Regions from separate parts of the Mus musculus genome. Here all the other regions are linked to region 1. The links are chromatin contacts, called in public Hi-C maps. All regions are on one chromosome and are shown on one strand. Each heading gives the region's core, a stretch centred on a gene start, on an enhancer-like site or on the middle of the called end of the contact. The rest is flanking DNA. Distances are from core to core; before and after follow the strand shown.

Region 1 (3,790 bases), core at 472-2,971:
ACATAGACACACACACACACTCTCTCTCTGCCTCACTCAAGCTATTTACCAACCATCCTTTGTATGTATGTATGATAGCCACCATCTTCCTGTTTTATATTTAGCTACCATCTATCTAGTCTAATCCTACCTGTGGTCTCTCTAACTATATTTTAAAGTATATTAAAAGGTAGTTCTCCAAACCACACTATATGTTGGCTTTATCCAAAAGTAAACATAAGACTCTTGAAAGAAGGGACCTGTGTTTGGCATATAGAAAGTTGACTCTGATTTTAATAACACGAATGAATAAGGCAGGCAAGGTGGAAGGCTGGTGACCAGGCGGCTCTGGTGGAACTTCCCTGAGACCGACTATGACAGCTTGGACTGTGTAGGGACGCTTGTCTACTACACAGAATGAAGGAAACAGGAATTAACTATTTTAACTAACCATCTGCTGGTAGACAGGCCTGAACTTCAGAACTTTGTGTAAAATGTAAGAACTTCAAATGTCCCTCAATGTATTTCATGACGGTTGCAAAGTTAACTAGAGCTTGTTTAGAACAGGACAGCTAGGCAAGTAAGTATGCTTAGTCGTTGGTTAGAGGGACTGCATGTCCACATGCTCCTCTGAAGGATGGAGTAAGTCGTCCAAATCCAGACAAGTATTGCTATTGGTAAGTATAAATTTATTATTTTTAAATCAACTGTTTTTTTTTCTTTTCCAAGAGTCTTGAACTTTTATGTGAAAACTTCTAATGTAAAATGTTAACCTCTAAATTAAAATTAAAATACATAGAGAGATTTAAATGCACAGACAGAATAGTCAGTCCAGTTTGGTAAAGGCTGAGCAGAAACGAGGTCTATGAGTGGGACTTGGTTTGTGCGGTTTATTGGTGGTCTTGACCTGAGACCCTGAGATCTGATGTCCAGAGGTCACTGATGCGACGCTCTCTGTCTCTGAGCGCTAGGTGTATATTTTTAACAATTGTTATTATTTATGTATATTCCCCAGTATGCTTTCCAGTTAATTATTCATGGCCTTTTGAGCTTGGAATGATGAGGATTTCCTGTTCAACATGTAAGGAAAAAAGGTGCAGATAGGTTGCAACTGGTCCACAGTGACAAAGACAATGAGTACAGAATGCCCAGACTGCACCTTGACTAGTCAGTGTTACTAAATGTCTTTAAGTGTATGTCTAGCCATGCATTTGAATTTCTGTTACCAAACAAAATTGAGTCATTCGTCAAAACGAGAGGGGAGGCACTAGCATATATTTTATCTATTTTCTTCCACGCATGTGCTGTGACAGTCCCCTAAAGGTCCATTTCTAATCACTTTTGCCATTACTAGGGATGGGCCACCATAGCCACCAGTCCTTTGAGCTGGATGGCTCTGCTCAGAAATTACCAGAGTGTACCACTGATGTAAATGCTACAGTTGAATCCAGTACAGGAGCATTGATTCCATATGCTGTGGTTTCTATGTGTGGTTAGAACCCCCACCCTCTTTCCCTTTGTTTCTGAGCCTCTGAGGACATGATGCAAGAGAGGCATGGCCAGAATCACTCTCATTGGTTAACTTCCTTTTTCCCCTTCTTCTGGGTAACCGCAGCTCCCTATCAGATAAATGAAGTATCACTTGACAGTTTAGGAGGTATTTCACTAAAACAGAAAAGGGAGAGGAAGCCACAGAATGCTTGGATGCCTGGCTGCTGCCATTCATGCATGCCTAAGATGTTGAGTCAAACTTTTAAATAGTGAACTCAGTGCTGGAGGGTGGGAAGCTGGAGGGATGTGGAATCTCTCACAGTGTTGGAATTAGGAAAAGAACCAGGCCTGATCACGCAATTGTAACTGCTCTGACGGAGAGCAGATAGAACAATGAACAGTGACGCTCAGACAATGCCTGGGACTTGTACAATAGAAAAGCCTTCTTTTATGTTTTGTTTTGTTGCCTATTTTGAGGGAGCATCGTGTTCTAGAGCCTGGGTATTAATTCTGAGATATTGGGGTTGTAGCCCCAAGGCTTTGGCCAACAAGCCTTCAGCACTGACTTTGAAAAATCTAATAACTTTTGGTAGCTGTGGGCTGCACCCACTACATTTCCGAAAATGTAGGCACTAGTATTAACTTAGTAGTTAATTACTTGTTTGGCAGGATCTCTGCATTTATAGAATCGAGTCTATTAAAGACATGTTTTGGGAAATGTAGACTGCATTTATTGAACGTAGCTTCTGGTAAAGCAACTATTTACAGTCTCCGTAAACAAAGGTGTAAGGAATCCTGATCATACGTGTGTGTGTGTGTGTGTGTGTGCGTGCCCGTGTGTGCACACAATGGTGTCTGTGTGAGGTTAGGGAACAGCTTTTCAGGAGCTGGGGCTCTCTTTACCATGTGAGTTCTGGGAGTCAGACTTAGTTTATATAGCAAGCACAGTCACCTGCTGAAACACCTCTCTGGCCCTTCCTTCCATATTTTTTTAACATGCTAAAATTCTCAAATAGGAGACCAGATACTTGTCATGTCTTTGAGCATTAATTTACATGACTATTTATCCAGTTTCAACCAGGCCATAAAAAAATCACTTAATATAGTTCATACAATCGTTTAATAATCATTTGTTATATTTTACAAAGGTACTCGCCAGCCATATTGGCAGCAGTTCTTAGAAAAATTGTGTCTGCAAACAAGTTGGAAAGCTCACCAAAGTTGACCAGTGTCAACCTTCAGATTGTTAGTTACACATAACATATGACTAGGGTTCCCGTAGACTCTGAAGATTAGTGGACCAGGCAAAGTGAAACTGGTCATTTCCAACAATTTCCTACTTGGTAGAAATTTGAAACCAAGTGCTCTACCCTGCTGGTAAAACTCCCGTCCATCACTGCAGTCGTGGTAACATGGAGCTGGGAATGGTGTGGGAGGTTAGTACTGAAGATGCTGTTATTGGTCTAAGGGATTTGGTACGGTTAGAGCAGTGGTTCTCAGCCTGTGCGTTGTGATCCCTTTAGAGTCAAGTCACTCTCATGGGTCACATATCAGAAATCCTGCATATCAGATGTTTACATTACGATCCATAGCAGTAACAAAATTACAGTTACAAAATAGCAATTTTATGGTAAGGGGTCACCACAACAAGAAGAACTGCATACAAGGAGGCAGCATTAGGAAGGTTGAGAACCACTGTGTTAAGAGTCATGCCAGAACCAGAAGGGAAAAAGTACTTTGTGTAAATTTTTCCATTAATGAAACTTTCCAGTGCGTGTTGAGCCCCTCCCCTATACTGAACTACTTCTCGAAGTGGACTCGCATTGTTCAGGGTTGAAATTTTCCTGCAGGTTTAATGTTTCTCTGAAATGCATCAGTTTACAAAATTTCAATCAGATGTAATATATCCTGTGTGTAATAAATATTTTTGCTTTAATATAGAATACTATTTTAAATTATTCACCCTTGGCTAAGATTGGACTCTCCAGGGACGTTCCCTTGAGGTTTCCAGTGGCCTTCACAGAGCGTGAGCTCCCATGTGGTGCCTGAGGTTGTAAAGAAAGTCTCCACGTGATTTAGCCAGATTCATGGATATTTCTAAAACATCAGCCCGGGAGATTTTTTTTTCAAAGTCTGTTCTCTGTCAGAAGGTTCTGAATAAAGTCAGATTTGCATTAGCAAGTGCTGGTACATTTTCCCTTTCGTTCCCCTTTGTGGAGTGAGGATGGGAGGAGCAGCTGAGCTACACAGAGGGCAATGCTTTGGAGGAGTGGCAGGCTATGATGCTAGTTTACTACCCTCCAGCGTCCTGAGCTGAGGC
Region 2 (3,790 bases), core at 523-3,022, 410 kb after region 1:
AATGAGGTAATTCAATTTCAAAATAATACACATGATATGCACTCACTGATAAGTGGATTTTAGCCCAGGAATATAGAATATCCAAGATACAATTTGCAAAACACATGAAACTCAAGAAGAAGAAAGACCAAAGTGTGGACACTTTGATCCTTTTTAGAATGGGGGAAAAATACCCATAGAAGGAGTTACCAGAGACAAAGTTTGGAGTAGAGACTGAAGGCATGACCATCCAGAAACTGCCCATCTGGGGGATCCATCCCATAAACAACCACCAAAACCAGACACTATTGCAGATGCCAGCAAGAGCTTGCTGACAGGAGACTAATATAGCTGTCTCCTGAGAGGCTCTGCCATTGCCTGACTAATACAGAAGTGGATGCTCATAGTCATCTATTAGATGGAGCACAGGGTCCCCAATGAAGAAGCTAGTGAAAGTACCCAAGGAGCTGAAGGGGTTTGCAGACCCATAGGAGGAGGAACAATATGAACTAACCAGTAACCCTAGAGCTCCCTGGGACTAAACCACCAAGCAAAGAAAACACACGGAGAGACTCATGGCTCTAGTTGCATATGCAGCTGAGAATGGCCTAGTTGGTCATCAATAGGAGAAGAGGCCCTTGGTCCTGTGAAGGTTCTATGCCCCATATAGGATAATTCCTGGACCAGGAAGCGGGAATGGGTAGGTTGGGGAGCAGGGGGAGGGGGAAGAGGATAGGAGATTTTCGGAGGGGAAACTAGGAAAGGGGATAACATTTGAAATGTAAATAAAGAAAATATGTAATTTAAAAAAAGAAGAGTTGCCTTGGTCATGGTGTCTGTTCATAGCAGTAAAACCCTTATCTAAGACAGACATACATTTTTTAAATATATAGGATCTCCTTAATGAAGACTATAAGTGAAGATGACATAGTACTTTGAGTAAAGCTTATCTCAACAAAAATCACCCAACATTTTAATGGTCTATATGACATACAATATGAAAAATGGATGTCTTCCTAACGTTAGAGAAACAGCTTAGCCTGGGGCTCCTGGTTTTCACGAGACCTACTGAGTCTTAGTTCACCTGTTACCCATACCATGTGCACTTACACAGTGTTTGGGCAAGCTGTCAGCCAGCTCTACCCTAAAACATCTGCCACCAATGTGAACTTTTGAGACAACTATAAATGTTTCCCTGTTAATATGTTAATTTATGTTTTTTTTTTCCAACAACCCTGACACTAAGGATGCATAGCAAAGAGTTTGTAAACTGATCAGTCTCACAAAATTATCCTCACTTCAGACACTGGTTGTAAGGTCTGACAGTCATGTGTGTTCTGACTAACTGCCTATAAATCTGGGGACTCCCATGGTCTCCCTGCAACTGTAAAACAATGATTTGCAAAGATGACTCAACCTCTGGGAAGGCTGTAGAGTTATAATCATAGTTTTATTATAAAGATTGCAACAAGGGTCATCCTAGTGAAAGAAATGTGTAACAGAGAAATGGATTGTTTTGGGAAGAATAAAATAGTTTTTTAACTGGAAAATATAACCCAGAAAATGAAACTTACAAGGTAAGCTTAAAGTTAAAGAAGAGAAATCTTAAAGATGGGTCACAGAAACTAATAAAACTTGAGCACAAAAATAAAACAACAACAAAAACTAGAAAGCACCCCTCCTCCAACACACACAAGAAAGTGGCAGCCAGGCACGGTGATACACACTTGAACTGCCAGCAGTGTAAGAGCTTGAGGTGGGAGGGTTGCAATTTTAAGCCAGTGAGACCATGACTCACAAGAAAAAGAAAAGCAAATAGAATCTTGGTGACCTGTGAGACACAAGCAGTCAAACTACCGTAAATAGTAGGAACACGTTGGATCAGATAAAGATTCAAGGAAATACCGGTCAAAGGCTTTCAAAGATCATGTGACAATCTTAATAGATGAAGAAAAAAACAAAAACCCTTTGGCAAATTCCAATCTACCTTCATGATAAAAGTCCTACAGAATGTAGGGCTAAAGAGAACATACCGCAACCTAATAAAATCTCTATATAAGAAATCCACAGCCAACAACATCCCAAATTGGGAATAAAAATCTTGGAGCAATCTCACTGAAGCCAGGAATGAGTCAGGACTGTCTGCTATCCCCACTCCTTCTCAACATTGTGCTGGAAGCACAAGCTGGCATAGTAAGACAAGAGAAGGAAATTTAAAGGGATACAGATAAGAAAATAAGTTTAAAAAAATCCTTATTGGTGGATGACATGATATTGCTCATTAAGGATCCCCCAAATTTGTCAGAATTCTAGAAACAATAAATTCAGTAATATGGCAGGATGCAGAATCAATGTCCACTAATCGATAGATTTCTATACACCACCAACAAAGATACAGAGAAAGAGATTTTAGATGCAATCCCATTCCCAATAGCTTTCAGATTGGAGGATGTATATCACCCAAGAAGAAATGATCACTATAAAGTCAGATGATATTACACAAACTCATATCAGACCCTGACATAATAAAATTAGTACAAATCAACCAAAAGGAGAAAACCAAAAAGAATTCGTAGGAAAAGCACTGCACACATAGGTGAAAGGTGTTAAGAATGATGTAGGACTTCCAATAATAATGCAGGTCAGAATCACTGGATAGTTTGGCCCCTCACTTGACCTAATTTAATCCACAGGTACCAATTCTATGACAATGTACTTTTCAAGGTGTAACTTCTTTCTTCCTCCCCTTCTTTCTCCTCTTCACCTTCCTCATCTTTCTTCTTCTTTTTCTGGCAGTAAGGATTGAATCCAGGGGTTCTTATAAGCAATTCTCTACCAGTGATCTAATCCCAAGCAATTTTTAATTTTTTAATTTTGAGACAGTGTCTTACCAAGTTGCCCAGGCTGACTTTGAACTCATTCTGTGCCCAGGCAGGCCTTACACTTGCAATCCTCCTGGCTCAGCCTCACAAGTAGCTGGGATGAAATTCCTGAGACACTAGACCCAGCTTGCATGGTGTTAACTTCTAACCTGCCTTCATTACCAAACACTTGGGACAAGTGAACACAAGTAAGCCAAGAGATACCCATGCAGCATGGCAATGGTGCACCAGTGTGGGGAGCCGCCCTCACATTCGCCATTACAAGATGGCGCTGACATCCTGTGTTCTAAGTAGTAAACAAATAATCTGCGCATGTGCCAGGGTAGTTCTCCACTTCATGTGCTCTGCCTTCCCTGTGACGACAACTCGGCCGATGGGCTGCAGCCAATCAGGGAGCTACACGTCCTAGGCAGAGGATAATTCTCCTTAAAAGGGACGGGGTTTTGCCATTTTCTCTCTTGCTCCTGAAGAAGTAAGCAATAAAGCTTTTGCCGCAGAAGATTCCGATTGTCCTGAGCGTGTTCTTTCTGGTGGGAACAAAAGCTCGGGATACACCAGGTATAAAAAATTATGCCTACCATTAATCTCTGCTATGTATTTAAAACCACTCTTTGCTAATGATCTAATGCGTTCCAGAAAGAAATGCCAGCACAATTTTAAAAAATTGGTGCAGTGATACTGACTCAGGAGAAGTCAGAAATCATTCTATAGAACTCACTCTAAACATTCGAGAAAGAAAGATCAGGGATGCAAATATATTTACATTACATACAAACTAGCCACGTTCTATCAGTGAGCATGATATCCACTGACACACAGTTGAGCAGAGGGGCAGCAGGCTTGGACACCAAAAAATTTGGTCAGTGATAGTGCAGTGGCCCTTTTATTTTCCTCTTTGTGCATGTGACAGTGTAAAAGTTTTTAAGTTG
Region 3 (3,790 bases), core at 409-2,908, 350 kb after region 1:
AAAGTAAGCATGGTTATGAAGAGTTAGATCATATTGTTTTTTGTGTACGTGTGTTTGTATGGAGGTAAATGTTTGGCTTATGCTACAGTGGTTTACAAAGTGTTTTCTATTGATGGGTAGACAAAAAACCAGTCTGATCTCAGTGTGGAATCTCAAGTTGCCTGGACTAGGAAAGGTAATTCTTTGCTTGTGTCTTTTATGTTTTAGGTAGAGGCAAGTCCTGGCCTTTCTCCTTTTTTCAGATGTTTCATAAAGCCCCTTTTTCATAACATAGAGATGAGACCATCTCACAGACATAGAATATTTTGCTTCTTGCTCTACTAATCTCTCCTTCATAAATAGACATGGTTTCCTTTTGGTAGCTACATTCAGTATATACTTGACCGTCTTTCAAATATTTAAACAAAGCTGGACATCATTAGTTTCCCTAAGTATGTATCGTGTGGCACACTATCCAGACGGACTTCCTTTGTTCAATTTCCCTCTTCTGGGACACTTTCTGCTTTTGATTGTTTCTGTTAAAACGAAGGGCCTAGTATTAGACACAGTATTGTTCACAGTCTTACTTTGTGAGAAGACTGCTGAAGCCATTAGATGCCCGTGTGTCTCCTTCCACATTTTGTTCCTCTCTCTTTCCTCCTTGTCCCCCTTTCTTCTTATCCATTTTTATTACTAGGGATGCCCGGTCTGTGTCATATAGCATCATATTATTCTGACTAAGCTAGTTACTTGAGCTTCCTTTGCTCTGGATCAAAATTTGTGATCAGTGATCCTCTTAGTTGAGTATTATCTCCTTTTACTTAGTTGAGAAGATAGACTAAATATGTTCAAGTTGCCTTTTATTGTAAAACAACTGGAAATTGCTCTGAACAGATACTTAGACAAAGACTTGAGCATTCTTACCTGTTTTTCTAGGTTACTATTTGGATGAGTAACTTTATTAGGTTAACTTCAAAATAATAGGCATCGAGGCTAAAGAGAGCTTTTTCCCTTTAACTTTGTAGAGGACTTGCGTGGGGTCACTGTTAACTTTACACTGTCTGCAGGTGAAGGGATGGCATAAGGAACCAGCCTGAGCTGGACTAAGTTTGCTTTTAAAGCAAAAGCTCGTTATAGGTTATGGTTAAAACAAAAGTCAGATTCCTAGTGTCCCAGAATCAGATAGCTTCATGGAAGAGACTTAAATCACATCTTTAAATTGCTTTGGGCTAGTGACTCATGTGATAAATATTGTTATATTTAATTTTCAGCGTTGGCAATTAAAAATTCTAATTTTTAAAGCCTTCCATAAATCTTAAAAATCTGTCAAGCTCTTAACCAGACTTAGTGAGCTTGTTTGATGAAGTGAAGTTGGGGTTCATTCTTTTCTTTCCTCTAGGAGGTTTGCATATTTTGTAATTTAGAAACATAATTCTAGCATATAGAAAACTACAAGTTATCTGTCCATACCAGCCGTGTTTAAAAATTAATTTTAAATGTCCTTTAAGCAACACAAAGGGAAATATATAACGTAAGTCTAAGTTCATTTTTCACTAAACTGCATTGTTCCTGTTTTTTACCATGTTGGGTAAGTTTTTTCCACCCCTCCCCCAGCTGAGGCAAAGTTTCATCGGCCTTGTGGTTAGAAGGGGGAGGCAGATTCAGAAATAAAACGTCAGCTTCCTTTGTGGCTTACCCTCCCCATCCCTTGGTGTTTTATTGTGTGTTTTAGAATGCCGTGGGTAACAGCTAGACCTTTTTCATTGCTGGGAAATCTAGTCAGCCTTGCCCTTTATGTTATTATTAAGGTTTTACATTCTCTTGACGGCTTCTCTTCAGTTTGGTATAGGAACATAGTTTAAAGATTACTGTTAGACGTCTTAAACTACAACTGGCATCTAAGGATAGAAAGTAGGTACTTGTTCTTTTCGCCTAAAGCCTCTGATAATAATGGTAAAATATTTATCTTGCTTCACAGTATTTATATGAATATATGCATATGAAATTGTATAAGTATGTTGATGTAACTTTCTCAAATGTTTAAAAATGCAAATGTGAGCCAGGCAGTGGTGGTGCACACCTTTATTTAGTCCCAGCACTCTGGAGGCAGAGGCAACTGTGGATCTCTGAGTGGGAGGCCAGCTTGGTCCAGAATGGCCAGGGCTACAGTCCCAAAAAACCAAAGAAAGAAGAAGATGATGAAGAAGAGGAGGAGGAGAAGTGGGGAGGGGGAGACAGAAGAGGAAGAAGAGGAGGAGGAAGAAGAGGAGGAGGAAGAAGGGGGAGGAGGAGTAGGAAGAAGAGGAGGAGCAAATGTGGATTTAAAAACAGCACAATGTGTGGTGTTACAGTAGATATTCAGACTCTAGCATTTGCTCAGAAACATTTCAGGTGATATTAAGTGTTAGTTAGCTAAGTATAGATTTTTTTAATAGATTTGATTAATTAGATTAGACACGTTCCCTGTCCTCATAGAGTGTTCCCTTAGCAGTGAACACTGTCAAAAGAACCATCACCCATGACATTTGCGCAACTTTGTCCTGAGCTCATGAATGTAAGAGTAGTTTAAGAGAGTCTTAGGAAGCCGAAATAGTGAGGTAAAAATAGATGAAACTTGTTAATCTTGCTACTTGTTTTTGAAGCAATTCTAGTTCATAGATACCTTCAGGTAACTGGAGAGTAGTGACGTCATCACAACTGTAAATGCCCTGTCTTTCAGATATGTAATGTCCTTGGTTTCCTAGCTTGGTTCCTAAATTTTACAAGGTGAGGGTTTTTCTAAAACCTCAACTCCCTTTTCTGTTTTAGACAAGTTTTTGCTTCTGTATCTAAGTAAGACTTGGTAATTGTTAAACTTAATAAACAAATCCATTTTAAGGGGAGAAATTGTTCCATAGTTGTGAGACAAGAAAGCTAGAAATTCTTGGCACTGAACAGTAAAGGATCAGGTTTGTATAGGCAGTTTATTTCATTGAGGTATGTAGGCTTCATATTATAGACTGTATACTTTATTTTTAATTATTAGCTACATGTTTTAGATTGACACTGATTTTTGAGGTATTTGGAAAATAATGAGGAGGAAACTGTTGTTCTGGTTCTTGTGAGTAACAAATAAAATGCAGGCAAGCAATTTCTTCTCCTAACTCCCACACAGGGGGTTAAACCACTTAGGTTAAATGGTTGACCCTGCTATCAGCTGACCATCTATGTTTAGAAGTATATTTTTGAGAGTAGCTGCAGCAATGGAGTTAAAATACCAGTTTCTGGAGATTTACTTGTACCCAAGTTAGTACCAGAAACTAGAATGTGGTTTATTCTTAGTTATTAAATTGGGATCTTTTAGAGTAGAGCCTAGCAGGTTTATGATAGGCTTCAATCTGAAAACCCTCTGGGATTGAATGTAAACCTCCCTGTCTAAGGTCATGTTGCCTCTTTTTGGAGTGTGCAAATCAATAGTTTGTTAGTTCTTAGACTAATCTTAGGTTCAGAATAGCTTTATATCTTTGAAAAACTAAATGCTTATAATAATAATATATGCATATACCAGGAGAAATAATCTTTGTGCTTTTAAGTTTGGGTAAGATGCTAAGTACTTCTATTAAAGAGATAAAAACATATATAATTTCCTAAAATGACAGATGTGACATTACCGGGTGTTTTTATACCAAACTGTTGATCATCCTTAATTTCTTACATGATCCCAAAATACATTTGAATACCCTCCATAGGATCCATATCCCTTGTGTATCTGTTAGAGGCATAGTGTTGTTAGGCACATGATATTATCAGGTACACTGAAATGTATTATACT

The links. Hi-C and Micro-C count contacts between places; a contact is called where the count stands out from the background.
Region 2: a contact with region 1 is called in a Hi-C map of adipose-derived mesenchymal stem cells, with 2.5 times the contacts expected there. The contact joins two enhancer-like sites. A contact is called at or near these places in 1 of 484 Hi-C or Micro-C datasets (adipose-derived mesenchymal stem cells) and 1 of 9 other capture datasets (adipose tissue).
Region 3: a Hi-C map of adipose-derived mesenchymal stem cells shows a contact between it and region 1, with 1.7 times the contacts expected there. The contact joins two enhancer-like sites.

The regions. Positions count from the first base shown.
Region 1 is chr1:54,126,987-54,130,776 of GRCm38.p6, reverse strand. All of the region lies in intron 1 of Hecw2 (HECT, C2 and WW domain containing E3 ubiquitin protein ligase 2), which reads left to right. Among named protein-coding and RNA genes, the nearest start is that of Hecw2, 66 kb to the left of the region's middle. Within about 2 kb of position 1,721, at least 70 of the 459 cell types and tissues checked have an H3K27ac peak or open chromatin away from gene starts, as enhancers often do. A contact at or near this core is called in adipose-derived mesenchymal stem cells, where this site is marked.
Region 2 is chr1:53,719,128-53,722,917 of GRCm38.p6, reverse strand. The region is part of intron 4 of Gm32311 (a long non-coding RNA gene); the gene reads right to left. Among named protein-coding and RNA genes, the nearest start is that of Dnah7a, 14 kb to the right of the region's middle. Within about 2 kb of position 1,772, at least 45 of the 459 cell types and tissues checked have an H3K27ac peak or open chromatin away from gene starts, as enhancers often do. A contact at or near this core is called in adipose-derived mesenchymal stem cells, where this site is marked.
Region 3 is chr1:53,772,014-53,775,803 of GRCm38.p6, reverse strand. All of the region lies in intron 2 of Stk17b (serine/threonine kinase 17b (apoptosis-inducing)), which reads left to right. Among named protein-coding and RNA genes, the nearest start is that of Stk17b, 11 kb to the left of the region's middle. Within about 2 kb of position 1,658, at least 106 of the 459 cell types and tissues checked have an H3K27ac peak or open chromatin away from gene starts, as enhancers often do. A contact at or near this core is called in adipose-derived mesenchymal stem cells, where this site is marked.